Regions from separate parts of the Anas platyrhynchos genome. Here region 1 is linked to region 2. The links are chromatin contacts, called in public Hi-C maps. All regions are on one chromosome and are shown on one strand. Each heading gives the region's core, a stretch centred on a gene start, on an enhancer-like site or on the middle of the called end of the contact. The rest is flanking DNA. Distances are from core to core; before and after follow the strand shown.

The links. A called contact is a pair of places that touch in the nucleus more often than the background predicts.
Region 1: a Hi-C map of liver shows a contact between it and region 2, with 2.4 times the contacts expected there. The contact joins two enhancer-like sites. A contact is called at or near these places in 2 of 8 Hi-C or Micro-C datasets (liver and subcutaneous adipose tissue).

Annotation. Positions count from the first base shown.
Region 1 is chrZ:53,192,896-53,195,696 of IASCAAS_PekinDuck_T2T, reverse strand. No RefSeq gene overlaps it. Among named protein-coding and RNA genes, the nearest start is that of LPL, 33 kb to the right of the region's middle. Within about 2 kb of position 1,251, at least 3 of the 8 cell types and tissues checked have an H3K27ac peak or open chromatin away from gene starts, as enhancers often do.
Region 2 is chrZ:53,069,486-53,072,370 of IASCAAS_PekinDuck_T2T, reverse strand. The region is part of intron 10 of PSD3 (pleckstrin and Sec7 domain containing 3); the gene reads right to left. LOC119714371 (a long non-coding RNA gene) reads left to right here. Exons shown (of 4, transcript XR_011806031.1): 3 at 525-657; 4 at 1,611-2,768. Among named protein-coding and RNA genes, the nearest start is that of PSD3, 53 kb to the right of the region's middle. Within about 2 kb of position 1,595, at least 2 of the 8 cell types and tissues checked have an H3K27ac peak or open chromatin away from gene starts, as enhancers often do.

The DNA of each region.
Region 1 (2,801 bases), core at 2-2,501, 120 kb before region 2:
CTGTATTTGAAAGATCAAATATTCAAATTTATGAATATTTTTGGAAGTTGTTTGGAATTAACTGAACAGTTGCATGAAAGAAATCATACTATTCCTTGAAATAGGGAGAAATGGTAAGTAGTCTGTATTTTTGCACACTTATTTTATTTATCAAGCAATAGTTATTTTCTGGCTTCATTGATATTGTTTATTTCTCATTATTAAACAGATATTTTCTTAACACTATCAGGACAGTGCTGCAGCAGTAAAGTTTCTTAGTGACATGTTGATACGCTGTTTACTGAGCGTGTTTTCCTTATCATCAGTGATTTATTTGATGTGTACAGAGACAGCATAATATATCCAGCATTAGCAACACGTGTAAGAAGGAGCTTTTGGGCTTTTTTCATTTAGTCTTTTACAGACCTTTTACAGTCTTTTACAGTAGAGAAAGTAGGGATACCTGCTTTTCTGGAACTTTGTTGTGTTCTTTGCATTATTCATTACTCTTCCATAGGGGTAGTAAACACCCAAATCTCCTTCCCAGGGATCTAATTATGGTGTGTTAGTTAATGTATGTACTAAATCTATGCTGACCAGAACCATGACACCAGGTTCCAAACATGTTATACATGGTTAACAGCATTGTATGGAGCAGCAGATAAGACAATCCTATTTCTTGAGTGATTAAAAACAATTCTTTTTCTCCTGAAACTAGAATAACTGTAGGAGCTTGCTCGATGTTATTATTTAGGATGCACTTTTCAGAAAGAAAAAAAAAAAAAAAAAAAGATTTCTGGTTGTTTGCTCTGTTTTGGTTGGTTGTTGTTTTTTTGTGGGTGGTTATTTTTTAGTTGGGTTTGGTTTTTGTTTTTTGGTCCTGTTTTTAATTTACATGACCTCAACTTTGTTTTCTGAGAGACACATAGGAAAGCCTCTTCCCATGAAGCAGCGTGATGGAATGAGTATTAAAAATCACATCTCACAGCTGAAAATGTGAGGGCACAGACCTTCAAGTGATTTGTTCTGGGTCACAGAGACAGTCCAAGGAAACAGAAGCCAAGTCTCCTGAAACATTGAGCTGGTTGTTACCCTGTTTTTTGAATCCTTTTTTTCATTATTCACCTCATAGTCCTCTTTCTGAGGTGGACGGTTTCTGTAAATTGCATCAGAAAACCAGACTAGATGGGGCAAGATCTGAACTATCCTAACATCTTGCCTTAACACAGATTACTTATCAGAACTTAACTCTCCAAGACATAACACATAAGAGACATCAGGTCTTCACTGACCTTTTGAGGCCTTTATGTTTAACAAAGCAGCTAGCATGCAGACAGACTGTTGTGGCTTTCCTATTGATTACTGTTTTACTTGCCTTGAAATGGTATCTAAATGCTCTTTCACAAACACTTAGAAAGGTCATTTGGATCATGAGGATATCTGCATCTTTTGTTCGCTGACTGTCTTAACCTCTTCAAGCCATTTTCTTCCATGAATTGTTGCATATATAAAAACATGGAAGGATAATAGCAGATATATCCTCCAACGTTGATATATATGTATGTGTGTGTGTGTGTGTCTATGTCTGTGTGTATATGCATATCTGACAGATATATCACAGTTTGTTATTATAAGACAGTCCTGAAATTTTTCATTAAATTTCTTGTGGAGTGTCAGGTTTATGATTTATTCAACACTTTCTGAGCATGCATTAAAAATAAGCAGAATGTGATCTCTATCCCACCACAGTTAAGTTATTTGACTTTAGACCTTTACCCTTAGCAGGTTTATGTACTTAGGTTGCATCTGAGCCAATTTGCCCACAATCTCTAAGTGTGGGTATCTCTATGCTACTCTTCCATGGGGATTTAGCCTGGATACAGAGAGCTGTTTGCCTTTACTAGTGTAGGCATTTGCTTTGTGTGATTCTCTCTCCTTATGTGTAAAATGACAGCAGCAATTCTTCACCCCTATTTTTTTTAAGAAATCTCATTCCCACAGGATGAAAAACACCAGGTGAATGCAAGGGGGCATTATGCTTAAACCCAGCTGTAAAGAAGGCCAAAGCACGGCATGGAAGTTTCCTATGACAGTTCAGTGGGAGCTATATACCTGTCTTCTCTGGACTCTTTTGAAAAGCCCAGCCTAAAGAGTTATGTGTAGAGCAGTTTGTTCTAACATAAAATCCTTCTGAGAATCTCTTCTCTTTCCAGCTAAGCATTTACTATCCTTTTTCCCCGTGCAAGTGAGCTAGTCCTTTCTGCCTTCATAAGTGTTTAGTTTGGATGTTATACAACTTAACCCCATGGCTTTTCCCATTGAGATTTCTGAACAGTTATTGCTGAGACAAGAAAAGTTAATTCTTCACAGCTGGTGCATTAGGCTATGTGCCTTCACAGTGTTCCTGTTGTGATCAGAGTCCCAGGTTAAAGGAGCAAACAAAGTTGAGTCTAATACACACAGTCTTGAAGCCTTTCCATAATGCTGTATATTTATACAAAAAGAAAAGACTGCAGCACTCAGAAAACAGGAAACAAAATCACTTCTTAAACTGAATTCCTCTAGAGAAATATTAATGAAAAACAGTGGCTAACAAGACTTGGGGACACAAAGAATTCATACGAATAAATCTGGTCATACTAGTTACCATTTCTATGACCTCAACTGCATCCTAATCCTTTTGCTGTGCCTTGGTTTCCTTTTCTTTTCTTGGATTGCTGGTGAGCCCTGCAGGGGAGGGATACATAGCTTTTCGTGAACATAGAGAGGTTTCTCAAAGTAATTGCAATAATAAAAAGTAACTTATTTTCTAGAGGATGGAT
Region 2 (2,885 bases), core at 346-2,845:
AGTCACTGCAGAGCACCCCGGCTCCCTCAGGCTGGTGAAGCTGCCTGACACCACTCTGGTGCAGAGCCATCACCTTCCACCTGAAGGCACAGATCTGGGCACACCTCACACCCAGTGCTCACGCTGGGGGGCAATGCAGCCACCAGTCAGCACAAGAGAGCACAGCCAGAAGTAGATGCTTTTCAAGCCAATCTCATGAAGCCCAACACTGAAGACGACAACGGCTATGTAACAGACTACCATCAGTGGAGATAGTATGGCAACACCAGATTAAAGCTCACAGGCCTTGGCACTCCTTGCAAGGCTTCGACTCATCACAGTGAAGGGATCTGTGCAACAGACCAAAGCTGAAAGGAAAACATTGCTAGTAATTCAAGATTCACCTCGCACAGCTCGATACAATAGAAAACTATCTGTATGCTTGGAGTGTGACAGTTCAGAGTCAAAGGACAGGAGTTTCAAAAAGTTTTCTTGCCTTTGAAAAACTTCACTCTCAATAACCTTAATCTGTCTGGATTCAACAGGCCTGAATCACCTTGTACACCAGTCAGCCAAACAGAGATACCACTGATTTACACCGAAGAGAATCGCAGCTTGGGATGCTGGTTCTCACTTGCAAGGAGTTGTTCCAGTCTGAAGGCCTATGGGAACTTTGGAGTAAGTATAAACAACCATTCTCGGGCCTGTATGCACTGACAGCACACAATGGACATCAAGCCACTGTCTCCACTTCTGGTCTTTACTAGCAGGTGACAGCAGATGCGTGACAGACAGTCAAACCAGAGCTAGGATAGAATAAAAGGGAAGGTGCATGTATCTGTGCATGTATCTGCCTGCCCAGCAAAGAACTGAATATATGCACACTGCAAGCAGATCCCATGGGGAGAGCCACGCTGTTAGTCAGCTTGGCATATCTGCCGTTGTGGGTCCCAACTTTAAAAACAACCTCAGGCCTAACAGGAGGAGGGAGGAAGACAAAAAAAATAAATAGATAAACCATCGTATAGATGAATGTACAAAATGAAACTCCTTTCACTATTAAAGACAGAAGGACACAGAGCAAGTGATGTATTAGCATTCCTCATTTCCCTTCTAGCCAGAATAAAATCCCTGTTCCCAAAGCACTATCAGGGACACACAGAATCAAGTCCTGAACTACAAGGCCTTATGGTGTTTACCAAACTGCCCTTATTGCTGGGGTGAAAACAAACAAACAAACAAAAAAAAAAAAAAACCACAATACAACAGAGGTCTGGTTCCTTCATGTGGGAGCAATGAGATCCCACATCCAAAGTTTTCAGAGGCTGATTACAATTAGAATAGGCAACTGTCTCTCCTCACACGTTCATGTCTGCCCACTGAAAGTCTCTTTTCCTACGAAATAAACAAAATAAACACTCAAGGCTGCAGTGGAAGTAAGGGTAATAGGAGTGACTGAAGACATTTGACTTCTGCTTGTGTGTTTACTGTTCTGCATGTCTCAACTGGGACTTGCAGCTCTGACTCTGTACTGAGCCACCTGTACTTGCTCTGTACTGAGCAAGTGTTACAGAGAGCTTCCCAAGTCCTGCATGAAGCATTTGTCTAAGATTTCCCCCCTTTTCTTTCAGTGCCAGCACTGCTCAGCTTTGTACAGGGGCTTGGCTATGCACAGCTGCAGAGTTTCATTCAGTGATGCAATGCCCACCTCAGTGCTACAAAGAGAACACGGAAAGATGGAAGAGGCAGAAAAGCACAATTGCTTCCCAGCCACATCTACGCCACTCACCAGTGGGTGCTGAGCATCTCGCTCCCGCAGGGGCACACTGCCACCCTGTGGAAATGGTCCTTGCTCTCCCAGACAACTTCAGAAGGGCTGTGGGGAGTCAGCCTGCAGCCTCCTCACATCAGCTGTCCTGCTAATGCACCAGCGAGCCAAACGCGCTTCAGCACTGTGCTGAAGCAGGGCTCCGTGAATTAAATTTATTGACAGTAATGCAAATTTAATTTCTGCTAAATCTTGGTAATCACATATCTAGTGTCAGGCTGGCTGCTGCGGGCACAGTAATGTAGCTATTGAAACACACATTTACTGCCACTCGCTCGACTTCCCTCCACTAGCGAATTAAAACAATGAGCAGCAGAATGTCTGCAAACCTTCAGACAAGCCATATGAAAGACCAGTATTGGTTTCCACCTCTGTCCCCAGAGCATTAGGGCAGCACGCAGAAAAGGGCAGCATGCCTCAAACGAAGCAGGACACTGGCACCAGGTTTCTTGCAAAACATCCCAAGTCCCAGTCCCTGGCTTTCCGTGGGCTGGCAAAGAGCCAGGCAGTCTTAGCACTAGACTGAAGGTCAGCAATAAACACCAAGATTCAGCCCCGACTGTGTACTTCTGTCAGCATGAAAATAAACAGCAGGTGAGCACCAGTGGAAACCTCTCCTCAGTACACTCAGAAGGTTATTTAAACACAGCCTGGAGACCTATTTATTCAATAAGGGCTGCAATTAGCCTGCAAATTAATCTCAACACATCTCTCTATGGCAGACTGAGAAATGAACTTTGTTGGGAAAAAAAAAATAAATTAAGTGATGCTGCTGATAGACAAGCACGCTGCACCCACATTTTAAAAATAAATACATTAAATCTAAAATCAAGGGGTTTGAGTTTACATTCCTAACTAATAAACTGAGGTGGGAGGGACTAACAAAAAGCTCCTGAAAACGTTGGAGAAACTGAAGAAACTGCCAATAGTATAAAAAACTCTGCCACTTGTAATTGTGCAGGTGCATCTGCATTTCACAATAGGCCTGAAAAAAATAAAAATAAAAAAAAAAAAACAGAACAGGAGGAACTCTTGATTTACTTCAGTAGGCTTTGGGTCAGATCTCGGATGCAGCAAC